Linked DNA regions of Anas platyrhynchos: region 1 is linked to region 2. The links are chromatin contacts, called in public Hi-C maps. All regions are on one chromosome and are shown on one strand. The core of a region is the stretch at or near the end of the contact, and the rest is flanking DNA. Distances in the headings are between cores, read along the strand shown. Region 1 holds the start of DHRS7B (dehydrogenase/reductase 7B). Region 2 overlaps MAP2K3 (mitogen-activated protein kinase kinase 3).

Region 1 (2,700 bases), core at 163-2,662, 53 kb before region 2:
TTCAGTGCATTCATTCTCTAATTGCAGCTCCAGTCTGACTAACCCTTTGCTGTAGGACTCGCCTCTCACACAGGCAACACGGGACACTTGGTTTCAATCAACTTTGCCAGCACCTGCAGTCTTGTGACGCTGACTGTTCCCTATTAAATTAAATAGGCTGTCAGATACCAGGTAAATTACCACAGGAGCTTGGATGTAGCTCTCAGGCAGCCATGGTCCTGTGAGAAAGTCAGTGCATTAGGCTCTGGCTCATCCTGTCCTGCTTTGCTGAGAAGGATGGTCTGAAAGGGCTTTTTCTAGCTCTGATTTTCAGAAGACCGAGCAGACTGCAGCTTCCAGTAAGGCTGCCATTACACAAATGAACTTCTTGTTTTTCATTTTAATTTGGATAAGTATAATTATTGATTCTTTCCTTTTGATTCACATTGGCCCTAAAGCCAGAAAAGCGTGTTACTGTCAGACCTATCAGAATGTGATTTTTAGGAAGATCTTGAATCCTTTTCTATTTTTTCCTTCAGTATTGATCCCTTACTAATGACAAACAAACATACTGATGCAAACTCACGGCCCCAGTGTGTTTTCCTTATTAGAGAGGAACAAAATGCCGTTACCATATGTAAACTGCTTCAAGTAACTGTCATAAAAAAACACACAAACACAACTGCTCACCTCACTGCTGCTCAAAGGGAAAGACACCTGGGATTAACTCCCTTTGTCGCTGGATAATGCCTTTGTAGATGTATCTCCTGCTCACGCACGCTGTAGGGAATAGGAAGAGAAGCTCCTTGTGCCAGGACGAAGCCCTTGGTGCAGGAGCTCCTCACACCACTGAGTCCATCCAGGCTTTGGGATTTGGGCATCACAGGAACCTTGTTTTCCAAAGGCCTGCTCGGATTTGTGCTGTAACCCTGCAGCACCCCGTTGCCCGTTATCAGCTCCACGGCCTTTACAGGAGCTGAGGCTGCAACACTTCAGCCCCATTTCACCTCAAAGGGAAAAGCTCTTGGACTGCGGGTGCTGCCTGCGAGCACTGCTGCGGGGAGCCCGTTTAAGAACCAGGGAACCACACTGCCCCTGGTCTTGCTGCCCACACTCCGGGACCGCGATCAGGGCCCTGCAGAACGCCACCTCCTCCTCTTTTATCACAGGATTTCGCCATCCCTGCCCCTGTAGCCATGCACTGCCAGCTCTGGGTACGCTGTATGCAGCTCCCCTGCCCTTTCAAGCAGGGCTGGCAACGAGCTGGCTCCTCAGGGATCCTTCTGGGAGGCTGAATTATTAATTGTTTTATTATTAATATTATTAATATTATTATTATTAATTGAACCACTGCCCTAATAGACCCGCAGGCCCAGCTCGGAACAAAGTGAGGCCGGAACCTCCCACCGGGGGCGCTGTTTCCCGACCGGACCCAACCCACGGCCGGACCCACGAAGGGCAACGCCGCGGGCCGGCTCCCAGGCCTTCCGGCAGAAGCGGCCTGCTATTGGGCGCGCCGCCGGAAGCCCCGCCTCCCCCCGCCGCACTTCCGGCGGTGGCCATGGTGACGGCGGCGGGCAGGTAGGGCCCGGCCGGGGGGGCCCTGAGGGGACGGGGGCGGCAAAGGGCGGCTGGGGGGGGGCCGTGAGGGGCTGGGCTGGTAATCTTGGGGGTTACATTGATAATCCTGAGGGGTTGGATTGGTAATCCAGGGAGGTGTATTGATAATCCTGAGGGGGTGTATTGACAATCCCGGGGGTTATTTTGGTAATCCCAAGGGTTGTATTGATAATCCCAAGGGGGTGTATTGACAATCCCAGGGGTTGTATTGGTAATCCCGGGGGTTGTATTGATAATCCCGAGGGGTTACGTTGATAATCCCAGGGGCTATACTGAGATCTTTTTGGGGTAAAAGCATAAATAAATGGCATTAAGCGACTCCCAAAACACAGCGGATCGTCTCCTCAGGCACTGCTCCAAGTGATAGCGGGGAGATAGCAGGGTTTTCGAATTGCACCTTAAGAAGTTAATTCAGACTGTTATAACTGAGCCTTCCCACCTCAGCAGCCCCCAGACGACCGATCTTTGTTGCCATCCACTTACAGACCTGGTGTCCGCCTGCTCCTGTTGCCTGGGGCAGTCCTCACCGTCACACTTCCCATCATTTCTGTTCAGAAATCCAGCTGGGGTCTTGGATTCCTTCTCCCAAACCCCTCCTCCCTTTCTTCTCTGAACAATTACCTTTTACTGAGGAGTTCTGTCCAGGCACTGAGTTCCTTCTTAGGCCTTTTGCTGATTTCTAATGCCCTCAGGGTATCTCGCACATCATTTTCTGCTCATGAAGTCTGGAGTGAAAGCAGATAATGTAAGTGCACACAAGCATTTTGTTAATTCAGCTGTTTCAATGAGCGTAGTCACTTTATTTTTCTCATTAGGTCTTCAGTGAGCTTTTTGAACCTTCACTTACCATTGTTTGGGGACCTGGTGAGTCAGAGAAATTGTCAAATTTCCTGTTTGCTTCTATTAAATCACTGATTGAATAGACAATGCTGCCTTCCTTTGTCCCCTGACCTCAAAGTCTACACATTTCACGTCAATTTCTTTCTGAAGCAGTTGGATCACCAAGAACATTTAGCTGGTGTTAAACGCAAGCAATGCTCACTCTTCTTCCCTGTCAAACACGGCTTGAAAAGGATTTAGCGAATGTGGTCTGCTTGAAGG
Region 2 (2,700 bases), core at 20-2,519:
CCTCTTGTTACGGGCTCTCCTGGGGCTGCAGAAGGCTGTTTGTGAGTGAGCTAAAAATTTCGGGGTGGTGCCTTGAGCAGCCCTGCGCCTTGCTGCTTCCCTCCCAGGCTGAGCAGCTCGCTCCGTGGGCACCATCAGTGCAAGGCTTTAGGGTTTGGGGAGAGCTGGGACAGAGGGGAAAGGGATTGAGGAGGCAGCTTGGGTTAGATCCAGGGCACAGCCCCACAGCCCTTGTTGTTTTCTAGCTGTTGTGTATTAATAGCTCGGGGAGAGAGGCTCCGTGTGGCAGCCTGGGCACAGCGTGTGCGCTGGGAGCGTGGTGCAGCGTGGGGACAGCTCTCCGTGCTGGCTGCTGTCCCTGCCGTGCCTTTCTCCAAGGGATTCAGCAGCTGTGCTCTGCCTGCTCTGGTGTTTGCAGGAGGGGTCTGATCTGGGCACTGGAGTGACACGATGTAGGATGGAGGAAGGTTTGGGTGATGGGGTGGAGGATGAGCTCAGGTCCATCTGATCTGTGCAGGTGGTGTCCTGCGTCTCTGCAGGGCAGGGGGTGAGGGATGCTGTAAGGGGGATGCTGATGGTGTTGGAGCATCGCCTCTGCCCCTGGGCAGGGCCGTCCTGGTTCCTGGAGTGTGTTGGGAACTGCCAGCTTCTGTGGGTAAATGCCAGGAAAAAAAAAGCCCACAACAATAACCTGGAACAACTGCACAACGCGTGTCCTGAAAAGCACCACGAGATCCTTCCTGGAGGCTGCTGCAGGAGCAGTGAGCCTGTACCATGCCTCTGCCCAGGCCAGCGGGATACTGGGGGGAGATTGTAGGGTCCCCACATCCCTGTACCCACCGTCCTGCCCGGGACAGAGCTGGCACCTTCCCGTGCCAGGCAGCGCATATCTCACCGCTGAGCTCAACCCCAGACCTCTCCTGCTCCCTGCCTCGGCCGCCTGCCAGCCACATCTGGCTCGCATAAATGCTGCTTGCTGCCGGCCGCCCCGTGGCCAGCGTGGCGGGGGAGCTGGCTAGCCACCAGCCCGGCAGCCCCAGCTCCCATTTTGGCCCCCCAGCAGCGTTTTCTGCCTCCTTTCTGCCCGGGGTGTAGCTCGCGGGCGGTGTTTCCGACGTGGCGTGCGCTTTTCCCACCCTTTGTGGCTGCTGGGTCACTTGGGCATCCTGGTATTATTTTTCTTCCCCGGGACCGGAGGAAGACTCGCAGGCTGGCTGAAGTTCCTCCTGGTTGAAAGGAGGTCTGTAACTTATTAGGAGCGATGAATGCAGCCTCCCAAAATAGCCCGTGGCTCACTCGAGCAGTTTATGCCCTGCCCAGCGGCGCAGGCAATTACAGGGTAACGCGTGGTTAGGGAAACTTGTCTGGGGGTTGCGCACAGCCTCGCTCGCTGCCTGCTGCCTGAACACTGGGGGTTTGTCTTTTTCCAGCTGGAAATGAAGTTCATGTCACTGCACTGCCTGAGCTCTTTTCTTGGTGCTAGCTCATGCTGTGCCTTGCTGGCTATGATGATGGGGCGAGGTGCTGAAAGCAGGCACAACCTGAGCTGCCCAATGCTGGGAATTGGGTTGTGGTGTGTGCCACCCTGTCTAAGAGCAGCTTTGCACAAGCAGGGTGCTCTCGGGCACGTGGGTGTGCTTGTGGTCACACGGGGGCAGGCAGTGATGCCCCGCTGGGCACTGGGATCTGGTGCCAATCCTGAATCCCAATAGCTGCCCGTGCTGGCAGGGGAGCTGCTGAAACCCTGCGGGTTGTTCACCACAGAAATAGTGTGCCCTGGCTGAAAGGATGAAACTCCTGATCTCTAGCTTCAGAGGGAGAATTCAGTGAGCCCTGGTGAGTTTGGGGCTCAACAGAGTGAAAAACGCATCCATCTCCTCCGAGCCTGGTGCCTAGAGCTGCTGGAATCCTGTAGGCACCATCGTTTGGGAGCGCTCTGCATAGAAGAGATGCAAGCTTGGAATTTTGCCTTTGGTGATGAGCATACCCATGTCTGATTTCTTTTTTTTTTTTTACTTCTCTCCCTGTAGAACTTTGAGGTGGAAGCTGATGACCTGGTGACGATTTCGGAGCTGGGCCGTGGGGCTTACGGAGTGGTGGAGAAAGTCCGGCACGCGCAGAGCGGCACCATCATGGCCGTGAAGGTGAGCCCAGCTGCCTGCCAGAGGGCTGGAGGTTGGGACGTGCAGCTCCAGGGCAGCAGAGAGGCTCTGCTGGGGGCAGAGAGGTGCGGGAGGTTAGAGGGATGCTGATTTTGGCAGCCTCCGGTGTCCCTGTGCAGCTCGGTGCGGCTCCTTCAAAGCAGGTTTTGAAATCCAAGTATGGAGCCCTGGGCTTAGGTGGTGTCATCCCTTAAGGAGCTGCCTGGGAGAGGGAATCTGGGCATCTCCTGAGGGTGCTACTGGCTGCAAAACTCCACCTTCATTAAACCCCTGTTTTTCTCTTTGTTATATGTTTGTCTCAGAGGATTCGAGCGACTGTGAACACGCAGGAGCAGAAGAGGCTGTTGATGGACTTGGATATCTCCATGAGGACGGTCGACTGCTTCTACACCGTCACCTTCTACGGAGCCCTCTTCCGAGAGGTACTGGGCTGGTGGGGAGCTGCTGGGCTGCACAGCACCTTGGGGCCGGGCGAGATCTCCAAAGGCACAAAACTGTCTCAAGCCACCTTGGCTTTCTTTAGCCAAGCTGGTCTCTT

The links. Hi-C and Micro-C count contacts between places; a contact is called where the count stands out from the background.
Region 1: a contact with region 2 is called in a Hi-C map of subcutaneous adipose tissue, with 2.3 times the contacts expected there. The contact joins the promoter of DHRS7B here to the enhancer-like site in region 2. A contact is called at or near these places in 5 of 8 Hi-C or Micro-C datasets (F5 follicle, liver, skeletal muscle and 2 more).

What each region holds. Positions count from the first base shown.
Region 1 is chr15:16,792,522-16,795,221 of IASCAAS_PekinDuck_T2T, reverse strand. DHRS7B (dehydrogenase/reductase 7B) reads left to right here and starts at 1,412. Exons shown (of 7, transcript XM_027469151.3): 1 at 1,412-1,560. The coding sequence starts at 1,541.
Region 2 is chr15:16,739,325-16,742,024 of IASCAAS_PekinDuck_T2T, reverse strand. MAP2K3 (mitogen-activated protein kinase kinase 3) reads left to right here. Exons shown (of 13, transcript XM_072023846.1): 5 at 2,031-2,144; 6 at 2,465-2,584. Among named protein-coding and RNA genes, the nearest start is that of MAP2K3, 18 kb to the left of the region's middle. Within about 2 kb of position 1,269, at least 1 of the 8 cell types and tissues checked has an H3K27ac peak or open chromatin away from gene starts, as enhancers often do. A contact at or near this core is called in subcutaneous adipose tissue, where this site is marked.